Regions from separate parts of the Pan troglodytes genome. Here region 1 is linked to region 2. A link is a contact called in public HiChIP or PLAC-seq data. All regions are on one chromosome and are shown on one strand. The core of a region is the stretch at or near the end of the contact, and the rest is flanking DNA. Distances in the headings are between cores, read along the strand shown.

Region 1 (5,888 bases), core at 2,645-5,144, 59 kb before region 2:
CCACTGCACTCCAGCCTAGGCTGTTGGCTGACCCTGTCTCAAAAATAATAAATTAAAAAGAGCAAGAAAAATCAGGAGGACTCTCTCACTGAGAAGTACTCACAAAAACAAGGCATTTCTGGTCCACTTTTAAGCTCCTGAGTTGAGTAGGAAAAAATTCTCTTAGGATTCTGAAGACAGGAAGTCAGGGTGACGAGAGTGTGCACGGGAGGCTGAACTACAGAAGGACGGGGGCTTGTGAGCAAGACGGTGTCATCAGTCCTGCTCTCCTTTCCCAGTCATCCATCAGGGGGCTGTACCACAAAGTGACCGAAATATGGCTGGAACCTCAAGGAAGCACGTGCGGTGCCAAATCACTTGGTGTCATTAGAGCAGCACCAAAGAATTGTTACAGGAGCCCTATGAGCCACAGAGAAAACAGTACTGCCATGGACAACCCTTTTCCGGAAAAATATTCCCCAGGTGGGATTCTCTGCCTTCCCAGAGGCATCTCTGTCCAAAGCAGGGTCAGGTCTATGAGGGACCCCAAAAACAATCACAACTGCCTTCTTTTTGCCTGATGCCCACAGGGGAAATATGGCCAGGCCTCTGCCCTCATGACCAAACAGAGGCTTCAGGCCCTTCTGCATGGCAGCATCTCCCCTGGGAATGGCCTTTCTTGCTGAAAACGCCACTGCTCTCCAAAAAGAACCTCAAGGAGTCTGAGGGCAGAGGAGGGCGGTTCCACACCTCGTCCACTCCTACTGCTTCCTCAAATCTTTGGATTCTTTAACATTCCCTGCCCACACCAAGGGCGCCAGACCTGGATCCCCTCCTCACCCACCGCCTTGGCCTCCAGCGCTCTCTCTGTCAGGTCCTCCACCATGGCGGCCAGGGCCTTGCCACTCTCTGGGCCATGCTCCCGGATCCAGGCGTAGAACTCGCAGGGCAGGATAGTGAGGAACTGCTCCAGCACCAGCAGCTCCAGGATCTGCTCCTTGGTGTGCAACTCGGGCCTCAGCCACCGACGACAGAGTTCCTGGAGCTCCCTAAGAGCTTCCTGGGGTCCAGCTGCCTCCTGGTAGCGGAACTGCCGAAACCTCAGCCGAAAAGTCTCTGGACTAGGGTCCTCCCTTCCTCTGCCCCATGGCAACTCTTTCTCCAGTTTCACCACAGGAATACCCAACTGCTGCTGAGGAGCTTCCGCCATCTCTGGATGCTCTTTAAGCATCTTCACACTCCCTCCGAGGAGACTGAGAATGACTGCATCAGTGACCCTTTTGAGAACAAGAGACACGTGAAAGGTCAGCCCATCCCAGTTCTGTCTCTACATCAAGGAATATTCCACTGGAGAACACAGTAATTACCTTTTACAAGGCATTTTCAAAAGACTGAACACAGATCCCAAAAGTCAGGTCAATTCAACATAGTAATCATTTGCTAAGCAACTATTAGGTACAGAGACTAAACAGAAAATGTCTAAGATTTTGCTTTTATACCCACAAATAACTTAGGATCTCACTGGAGAATAACACTACAATCAGAGAATAATATATAATGGGTTATAACTGGGTGAGTCACCAGGGCCTACTCTTCCAATACTAAAGGAAACATACATGCAACACACAAACACACACATATACACACACAAGAGGCAGGCAGAAACAACAAACAAAATAGAGAACAAGACACACTGGGAGCTTACCCTCCTGAAACTCATATGCTGGTACAGCAGACAGAAAAAGTCAAATGGAAGCAACTCTTTTAAAAACTGCAAGTGGAGACAAGTTCTAGAAAGAAAATAAGTAGGGTGCTCTGTTAACAGGGGGCAACTGACTTGAAGAAGGCTTTTCTAAAGACATGATACCAGGCTGACTCAAGGATGAGAATGAGTCAGTCATTCTAAGAGCATTCCAGGCAAAAGCCCTGAGGCTAAGAAATTACTCTGGGTGTCCAAGAACAAGCCATATCCCAGTGTGGCTTCAGCAGTGACGAGCAGAGCTGCACCAGAAGAGGTGGCAGAGGCAGAGAGAAACCAGATCACCCAGAGCCTGCGCCACAGAAAGAATTATGAACTTTATTCTTATTTCTTACTTTAGCGAGGAACTACATGTTTTATAAAAGTCATTCTGCCTGTGTGTTGACAGGGAATAGGCTAGAGGTGGCAAGAGAGAAATGGCACTTACAGTGATTCAAGCAGATGATAAGGGCTTAGATCAGGGTGGTGGCAAAGAGTCAGACAAAATCAAGACGTATTTTGGAGATTAAAACCAACAAACTTGCTGATGGCTTAGACGTGATGGTGCGCTCAACCTGAAAAAGACAATGGAGCAACATATATACCATTATGACAAATGACCTAAAGATTTCTAACTTGTACAGGCTTTACTCTTTAGAAAGCATGTGAACACATATTTCATTTAATACTTAAAACACTTCTGTAGGATGAGTGCTACTCCTCCTACTTCTCAGAAGGAAAAAAAAAGAGACTGGATGATAACTGCCTCCCAAAATACATGGTACAGATTGAAAAAAAAAAATGTGAAGTCAAAAAGAGAGAAAACTAATCTAAGTCCAAGTACTCAAGGAAAAGAAGAGGCTTGAAGTAGACTGGAGAATGAGTCCTATTTACCTCCAAGTGGATTATGCGGAAGACCTAGACTGGGAAGACAGACTTGGAAGTCCAAAGCACCAGGGGAAGGAGATCATGCTTGTCAGAAAACGGAAAGATCACCTGACTGGAGCAGAGAATGGGCAGCTAGCAGGAGGCACACCCCAAAGCTTCTGCTAAATATTCTATTGTGAGTTTCTGTATTTATCTACCCCCACTTAAACCAAGTTTATATTTTCAGTCTATTCATTGACTCTGCAACATTGAGATTTCTCTTTCATTCTTTTCTAGCTATTGCATTGGTTCACTCCACTAGTGCATTTAATGCACTACAGTGCAAATGTTTACCCATGTGTCTCCCTCTAACAGATTCCCTGGAGGCAAGAAAGATCCTCATTCATCTTTTATCTCTGCCATTTGACAAATAGAAATTGCCCCATTGCTATTCTTTATCTCCCCCCACCCATTGTGACTCTTTTGTTTTGTTTCTGAGACAGGATCTCAGGGTTTTATCACCCCAGCTGGAGACCAGTGGTGCGATCACTGCAGCCTTTGCCTCCTAGGATCAAGCGATCCTCCCACCTCAGCCTCCCGAGTAGCTGGGACTACTGGCGAGTGCCACCATGACCAGCTAATTATTTATTTTTGTAGAGACAGGGTCTCCCCATGTTGCCCAGGCTGGAGTGCAGTGGCATGAATGTAAGTCAGTGCAACCTTGAACTCCTGGGCTCAGGCGATCCTCCTGCCTCAGCCTCCCGAGTAGCTGGGACCTCAGGCGCGTACCACCACGCCCGGCTACTTTTCAATTTTTGTAGAGACAGGGTTTCGCTATGTTGACCAGGCTGGCTCATCACTATTCTTTAAATGAGTGTCCTATGTGATTACTTTCACTTTGCACAGAGTTCTGCTTTGGTTCAAGATCTCTTCGGGTTCGTGGCCAGCCCTGCACTAAGCCAAGCCTGGCAGAGCGGGATCAGCCTCGCTCCTACCTGAGCCTACAGCGCGGCGGCCCCTCAGCATCCAGACCCGCAGGGCCTCGGGGCCGCTGAAGGCAGCTCCTGAGAGACTTGCCGCCCTCACCCGGGGCTGAGCGGAGGGAGACGGGCTCTACTGCAACCCCGCTGCCGCCGAGCCCCGTAGCGGCACCAAAACCCGTCCCCGCGCCCGTTTACCACTTCGCCCGCCACCCGCTGCGGCCCTGAAGAGACTCTCACCCGCCGCGGCCCTGAAGGGCCTCTCACCCGCTAGGGTCGCCAGTGCTCTCCGCGGTCCGGAAGTGAGCTGCGGACGCTGTCAGACAGGTGCGTAAGGAAAGACTCGCTTCCGTGTCCTCTCTAGGATGCTCGGAGGTCTCGGCGGATGCGTCTCGATGGTTGCTGATCCCAGCCTGCTGTTCCGAACCCGGCGAGGCGAAGACGACCAGGGCTTCCCCAGGATTGACTGCCCAGCTCGAGGCGCTCTGTGGCTAGGCCCCTTCCACTTCCGTGCCATTTCACCTGCTTGCCCTCCGTGGAAAGGACTCGGTGCATCGCCAGATACACTACTGGACACAGCACCTGCCCCAAGGGGCTTTAGAGTCCAGTCGGTCAATGCGCGACTATTCCGGCCGCGAGGGCCTTGCGCGAGGCGTAGGGGCAGAGGAGATAGGGGGCGCACTGGATCTAACCGGCTCACTTAAGAGGCTCCTGACCCCGGGTAGTGTGCGTGCGTGTGTGTATGTGTAGTCAGGGAAGGCTTCCTGGAGGAGCCAGCATCGGAGCTGTTTTTTGTGGGGGGGGTTTGTTTGTTTGTTTTTGTTTTTTGAGAAAGAGAGAGAGAAGTCTCGTTCTGTCTCCCAGGATGGAGCGCAGTGGTGAGATCATAGCTCACTGCAACCTCGAAGCCCTGAGTTCAAGCAATCCTCCCACCTCAGTCTCCTGGGTAGCTGGGACTTTTTTTCAATTTTTTGCAGAGAGGGGGGTCTCTCTATGTTGCCCAATCTGGTCTCCAACTTCTGGACTCAAGCGATCTTCCCCCCTTGGCCTCCCAAAGTGCTGGGATTGCAGGCGCAAGCCACCGCGTCCAGCCTGAAGGCAGTCTGTCTCAACTGGGTGGCCCAGTGTTACTCCAGAATCCACTCAGGAAACAGGAAACCCTCTTGTCTTACTCTTCTCCAGCACTTTGCAAAGTGTCTGGTACAATATTTGCTAAAAATATACACTTATAGAGTAAATGAACTCCTAGAATATAACATAGGTGTTAGACCATCTCACTTTATCCTCCATGTCTCTGTCCCACTTTCATATTTTTCTTGTCTGCCCATATTTGACTTGGGTTTATGTCTTCACCTTTTTATTAATAATCCACTTTTCAGCTGTTTCTAATGTGCTACAAAATCCACAGTTGTTGTTTTTTTGTTTTGTTTTGTTTGTTTTTTAAGAGACGAGGTCTTGCTGTGTCACCTAGGCTGGAGTACAGCGGTGCTATCATAGCTCACTACAGCTTCCAACTCCTGGGTTCAAGCAATCCACCTCAGCTTCCCAAATAGCTGGGACTACAGGCATGAGCCACCACACCCAGCTAATCTTTAAAAAATGTTTTGTAAGGACAGGGTCTCACTATGTTGCCCAGGCTAGTCTTAAACTCCTGGGCTCGAGCAATCCTCCCCACTTGGCCACCCATATTTTTGTTTTAATTAATATATTTTTTCCATTTCTAGAATTTCTATTTGATTTTTTCCAAATATTCTAGATTGATCTTTTAAAAGAATTTACCGATATGTTTAAGCTTTTTATACATAGTAAATATAGTTGAGCCTGATAATTCTGAGATCTGAAGTCCCCTCAGATATCTTTCTGTGATCTGCTATTTCCACTGTTTTTGATGGTGCCACTTCCACCAGCAGTACCTAACAGCATCCATTTCCCATATCTCATCATCTCTGCCATTATCCAGCTTTAATTTTTGCCAATTGACAGGTGAAGTAAATGTTACCTCATTTTTTAATTTGCATGTTCTTCATTATAAGTGAGGTCAGTCATTATTCCTACTTTCATTAACTTCTTGCCTTCCCTTTTCTGTGAACTGACTTTTCTTTGTGTTTCTATTAAGCTGTTTATCTCTTTCTTATTGATTTATGAGTTCTGGGGACATTATATAATGTCCCTAGAGCATTAAATAATGTCCCCAGGACATTAATTGGGGGCATTCCTCAAACATATCTTCCTCGAACATACCACGGTACCTTCTTTCCTTGTGTGACAGGCTGCTCATTTTCCTTGGAAACATTTTTGTGAAATTTCTTTGAGTTCCAGGATAA
Region 2 (5,220 bases), core at 2,527-5,026:
GCCAGAGAATGAAGATCATAGAGAGGGTATCCACTGTGTACTTACGTTGAGGAGGAGGGAGAACAGATTAGAACCTACGGAATAAAGCCCATAACCCTTAAACATCTAATAAGCACCCATCACACAACCACAGACAAAGAGAAAACAGAGTTTGCTCATGGCACTGGGGAGATGGGAAGTTGGTTTATGTGAAGTCCAGGTCTCCGAAGAGGATCAATTCCCAAAATGGAGTCTGCTATTGAAAAAAATTCCAGGCAAGGTCTACAGATGGGATGAGAGAGAGGCCACACTCCATCAGTAGCAATAGTCCCTGAGGAAAAGCAGAGGGTTCCTCAGCTCACCTGGTACCTGGCTGTCAAGAGCGCAGCTGCCTGGTCTCTTGGGCTTCCCTCACGGGGAAGAGCAGGCACCTGAGGAACAGGTGGAGCTGAGGGAGGAGAAAGGAGTGAAGAGTGAGAGCAGCCCTTTCCCAGGGCTCCCTTTCAGAGGAGGCCTCTCCAGCCCAAGGGGTGTCAGCAGGACCCTCCTCAATACTCTATTAAAACCAATGAACATTTTTCAGGTATTGGGTGTGTCTACTCTGCTTCGTCTCAGTACTTGCATGCCTTATGCGTGTTTTGACCTGTGATGCAGGATTTTCTTAGGAAAGCTTGTATTTCACTTTATCTTCATCACATGACAGTCCTCTTACAGAAGAGTAAGACTATACCTGTTTTGCAGATGGGCAAAGCAAAGCATAAAGACTTGTGAGGACTTGTCCTGGGCTAGGGTTATTTAGCAGACTTCTGACCCTTTCCAGGCACTGTTCTAGACACTTGATCAGCGTTTCTCTTGTGAATGGGTGCTGTCTCAACCAGTGTGTAAGGCCCCCAAGAACAAGAAAGGGTCATCTGTTTCCTCGACATCTTTTCCACAGTCCCACAATCCCCCACAGCACTCTACACATTGTGGCACTTGATCTGTGTGTGTGACACACAAGTTATTTCAGGCACTAGAGTTAACCACAGGCAATCTAAGACACAGCTCCTACAAAACAAAGGAAGAAAAAGACCAACCTACCTATACGATACAGCAAAGTGTGACTGCGTAGTCAAAATACAGTATATATACATTCATACAGGCATTGTGTTCAACCAAGGAATTAAATGGTTGCTTCCTTGACCAAATTTAGTCTAGTCACAAAACACTGCAGTTACAACAGAATGGATGGCAGGTGACAAAGCAAAGAAAAACTAAGTGAAGGGAACAGGGGAAAGAAAGGTCCTGAACCTAAGAGGAAGTGAGAGCCAGGAAAGGACTGTGAGATGTGGCAAAAGCAGCATATCTTAGAAATTATTCTGGATGTGAGAACTGGGATGAAGTGAAGGTTGCCTGAAGGAAAAACCACCACAGCGAGTAAGCAGCCATCACTCTGCTTATTTGAGAAAGATGAGCTATCCTTAATAAAGGGGCTCAGACTAGGACTGAACTGAGTCACATCTGCCCCCTCTTTCATTCCTCCCTCTAGGGACCATGTTCTTATTCCAGTTCTTGGCCTCTCTCAAACCAGGCCCAGGAGCCCCCTCGGGAGCCCCTCCACACTCCCACTCTCCCAGACGGAAGTGCTTTCTCTGCCTTACCCCCAGTGAGTCCCTGTTCCATGTCGGTGTCCTGCACAAACTGAGGCTCTGGGGACAGACACTCAGACTGGGTCTCCAAAGACTGAAACTGGACCCTTGGTGACCCTGCTGCTTCCTGGGCTGGTATTTCCTCCATCACTGCTCTGGAGGACAATGACCATCACTGCAAGGTAAGATTAAGAGAAATTACTGTAATAAGTTAAAGCATTTCATTTTATATCGTCAGGACTTTACAAAGGATCTTACACACTATGGATATTCAATAAAAATTAGTTGATAATGATTAACCACCCTAAATAAGTAACAGAAAAATGGGGCCAAGCGCAGTGGCCTGTAATCCCAGCACTTTGGGAGGCTGAGGCGGGAAGATCACTTGAGGTCAGGAGTTCAAGACCAGCCTGACCAACATGGTGCAACTTCTTCTCTACTAAAAATACAAAAATTAGCCAGCGTGGTGGTGCGGGTCTGTAATCCCAGCTATTCGGGAGGCTGAGGCAGGAGAATTGCTTGAATCCAGAAGGCATACGTGGCAGTGAGCCAAGATCGCGCCACTGCACTCCAACCTGGGCAACACAGTGAGACTCCGTCCCAAAAAAAAAGAAAAAAGAAAAAAAAGAAAAAGAAATATGGATATGCTTCAGCTTTAAATACTTAAGAACCAAATCATAGAAGAGTCTCTAATTTGGAATTTGTGGCATTAAAAAAATTAACACGGTACAATTTAATAGTGTAAAGCTTTCTGTGGAAACTTTAAAATATTTAAAATTGGCCACGTGCGGTGGCTCAAGCCTGTAATCCCAACAGTTTGGGAGGCACAGACGGGTGGATCCCTTAAGCTCAGGAGTTCCAGACCGTCCTGGACAACATGGTGAAACCCCGTCCCTACAAAAATAATAATAATAATAATAATAATTAGGTGGCCCAGGCCTGTAGTTCCAGCTACTCCAAAGGCCAAGGCAGGAGAATCGCTTGAGCTTGGGAGGTAGAGGCTGCAGTGAGCTATGACTGCGCCACTGCACTCCAGCCTGTATGACAGCGTGACAGCCCACCTCAAATAAACAAAACAAAATATTTAAAATTTACAATCGTCTTTGGAGGCTCAAGTTGGTGCCCAGAGAAACATGCTAGTTATGATTGCTCATTTTATTTTAATTTTGTTTTAGCAGAGATGGGAGTCTCGCTATGTTGCCCAGGCTGGACTCGAACGCCTGGCCTCAAGCGATCCTCCCACTTCGGCCTCCCAAAGTGCGGGGATTACGGCGTGAACCACCGTGACAGGCCCGCGTTTACGTAAATAAACTCATTTAAATAAATAAAACAGCAGGCCCCCTAGGAATATCTTGGTAACACCGTCAGCCCACTCCGATTTACAACACGGGCTTGGCGAATAAAACTCCACTTTTGGGGTCAGGCCCTTCGCTAACTCAGACCAGCTAGACCGGCCTTTTCCCGGAATCCTGAGAGCAACGCAGGTAAGAGCTGCGGTTCGAACAGGTTTGAGCGGCGTCCTTCAGGCCCAAGGACGCATGAGGGTACCGTCCCCCTCCCACCACCCTCGCCCTGGGCCCCTGCCCGGCTCCCAGCTCGGTCCTCAGAAGGCCTTGCCCGGCGCTGCCCTCCTCCCACTTCCCTTTTAGGCCAAGGCAAAGTCCCAAAAGGACCAGTGGGGACATACAGACCAGCTCGCACCAGGGCACGGTCGCCGGCTCCTGACGGCGGGGCCCTCGGTCCGCGAGGTGAATGAACCAGGGCTGAAGAGAAACAGGCCCTCCTCGCACCCGGGCCTCCGCGCACTCTCGGGGAAGCGAACTACCGTCGGCCGCGGCCGGACGCCGCCTCCTTCTACTCCCGTGAAGGCAAAACAAGCTGCCACCCCGCTGCGACCCCAGAACGGCTTCCGGGTACTCACCGAGGGGAGGGGCGGGCCTGGCCGCTGTCCTGTCACCTACACACTCGCGCTCGGGGCCACCACAGCCTCTCCCGGGCCGCTGTAGACAGCCCCGAGGCCGGCGCTTCTCGGTGGCACTTCCGGCGACGGAGTGCAGGGTCCCGAATGAGGGCCCCCCCTCCTCCGCCCAGGCATGAGGGTCCCGGATGTGGGTGAGAGCCCCGGATGAGGGTCCCGGATGTGAGTGAGGGCCCCGGATGTGAGTGACGGCCCCGGATGAGGAACTCGGATGAGGAACTCGGAGGAGGAGCTGGGCCCGCGCGTCCATGATTCGAAGGCTCGTTTTCGCAGCTTTTCCACGTCTTTTTCCGGTCCCACTGCCCTCCATGCTAACTCACTGGGCGTCTCTAGCCGTTATACCAACAATGACTACGACCAGTGTTGGGAAAGCGCCCCCGGGGCCCCTCCCTGACGCCAGCCCATCCTTGAGACTCCCTGCAAGGAGGCGGCCCGACCCAGTGGGTGCGTGTCGTTGGGGTGAGGAGGAATGGCCGACCTAATGGCCCCGCTTCCGTGAGTAGCACAGGGGTGCCTGCTCAGAGTGTAGTACAACGCTGACAAGTAGAAGGCGAGGATTGCGGGGCCTGGGTGAGATGGGACCCACTAAGTTGTGGGATCGAAATCTCAGTAGGTCCTTGGAGAAAGCGGGGACGGGAGGGGAGATGAGCAGATTGGAATGGAACCGAGAGAGACGGAGGAAACTGACAGTTGCGTCCCTGGTGGGAAGACTAAAATCTATGCAGAAACAGGGATAGGCAAAAGCATGGTGCACAAGCGGGACAGGCAGAGCGCCGGGACAGAAACCCTTAGGACATTCTGACACCTTGCTGAACCTGGATCCTTACAGAATATGTCTTGTAGGTGAAGCTAGATCTGCAAGGCATAGGCAAGCCTCTTAGAGAATCAGAAAAGTGATTTGGAAGGAACTTCAGCTGTTACTACTTTGTTTAAGCAAATCAAATGCTGTTCTTTAATGTTACTGGACGTTTCAAATTAAACACAAGAAAACCTGAAGTGTGGCATTTTATATATTTTTTCAAAATGTGTCAGCTTCTTGGAGATTCTGATATTCCTTTCCTCTCTTTATCCCTAAGTACCATTGATCCAACCTAAATTCATACTAGGACACAATCTCTCTAGTCTGCAGTGCCCGTCACAGTGGAGTCAGGATCGGAGAAAGAAAATGCACTGCTTAGTCCATTTCATGCTGGACAGCTCCAATTAGAAACTTTTCCTTGTGTTGAACAGAAATACACCCCTGGTGATGTCTATCTATTGTTCCTGTTGACAGGTCCCCAGGACAATAGATGACACAGTACTTCTTCCTCTTCATAACGGCCATTTAATATCCTAGGAGAGCTAAAGGTTTGGAGTTCTTCCTGAGTTGCCATTTCCCCACCTAGAACCCTTCACAGGTTGTACCTATTAGCAATGTGATGGGAAACCATTTCAGCAGCAAAGGTGAGTGAGCTATGGCAGTGAGGCACATCGCGTCCAAGTTTTAGCTGACTCAGGCAATTGGCTCCAGGGAGAGGACCACAAAAGGTACCCACTTAAAGAGGCCACTTCCCACCAGTACTCATCAAAACATAACAAAGTGTTAAGAAACAGCAGCTGCTATTTTGCTTTTGAGCAAAATTTTCTTTTAACAGT

The links. HiChIP or PLAC-seq counts read pairs in DNA pulled down with a chosen protein or histone mark.
Region 1: an H3K4me3 HiChIP or PLAC-seq map of stem cell-derived excitatory neurons shows a contact between it and region 2, with 4 times the contacts expected there. The contact joins the promoter of ZSCAN25 here to the promoter of FAM200A in region 2. A contact is called at or near these places in 1 of 7 Hi-C or Micro-C datasets (stem cell-derived neural progenitor cells) and 1 of 1 datasets of contacts at active chromatin or transcription factors (stem cell-derived excitatory neurons).

Annotation. Positions count from the first base shown.
Region 1 is chr6:109,015,809-109,021,696 of NHGRI_mPanTro3-v2.0_pri, reverse strand. It overlaps ZSCAN25 (zinc finger and SCAN domain containing 25), which reads right to left and starts at 3,894. Exons shown (of 9, transcript XR_008536482.2): 1 at 3,805-3,894; 2 at 2,166-2,292; 3 at 1,685-1,769; 4 at 824-1,256.
Region 2 is chr6:108,957,406-108,962,625 of NHGRI_mPanTro3-v2.0_pri, reverse strand. It overlaps FAM200A (family with sequence similarity 200 member A), which reads left to right and starts at 3,776. Exons shown (of 2, transcript XR_010158622.1): 1 at 3,776-4,029. It overlaps ZNF655 (zinc finger protein 655), which reads right to left and starts at 3,895. Exons shown (of 5, transcript XR_010158617.1): 1 at 3,529-3,895; 2 at 1,620-1,782.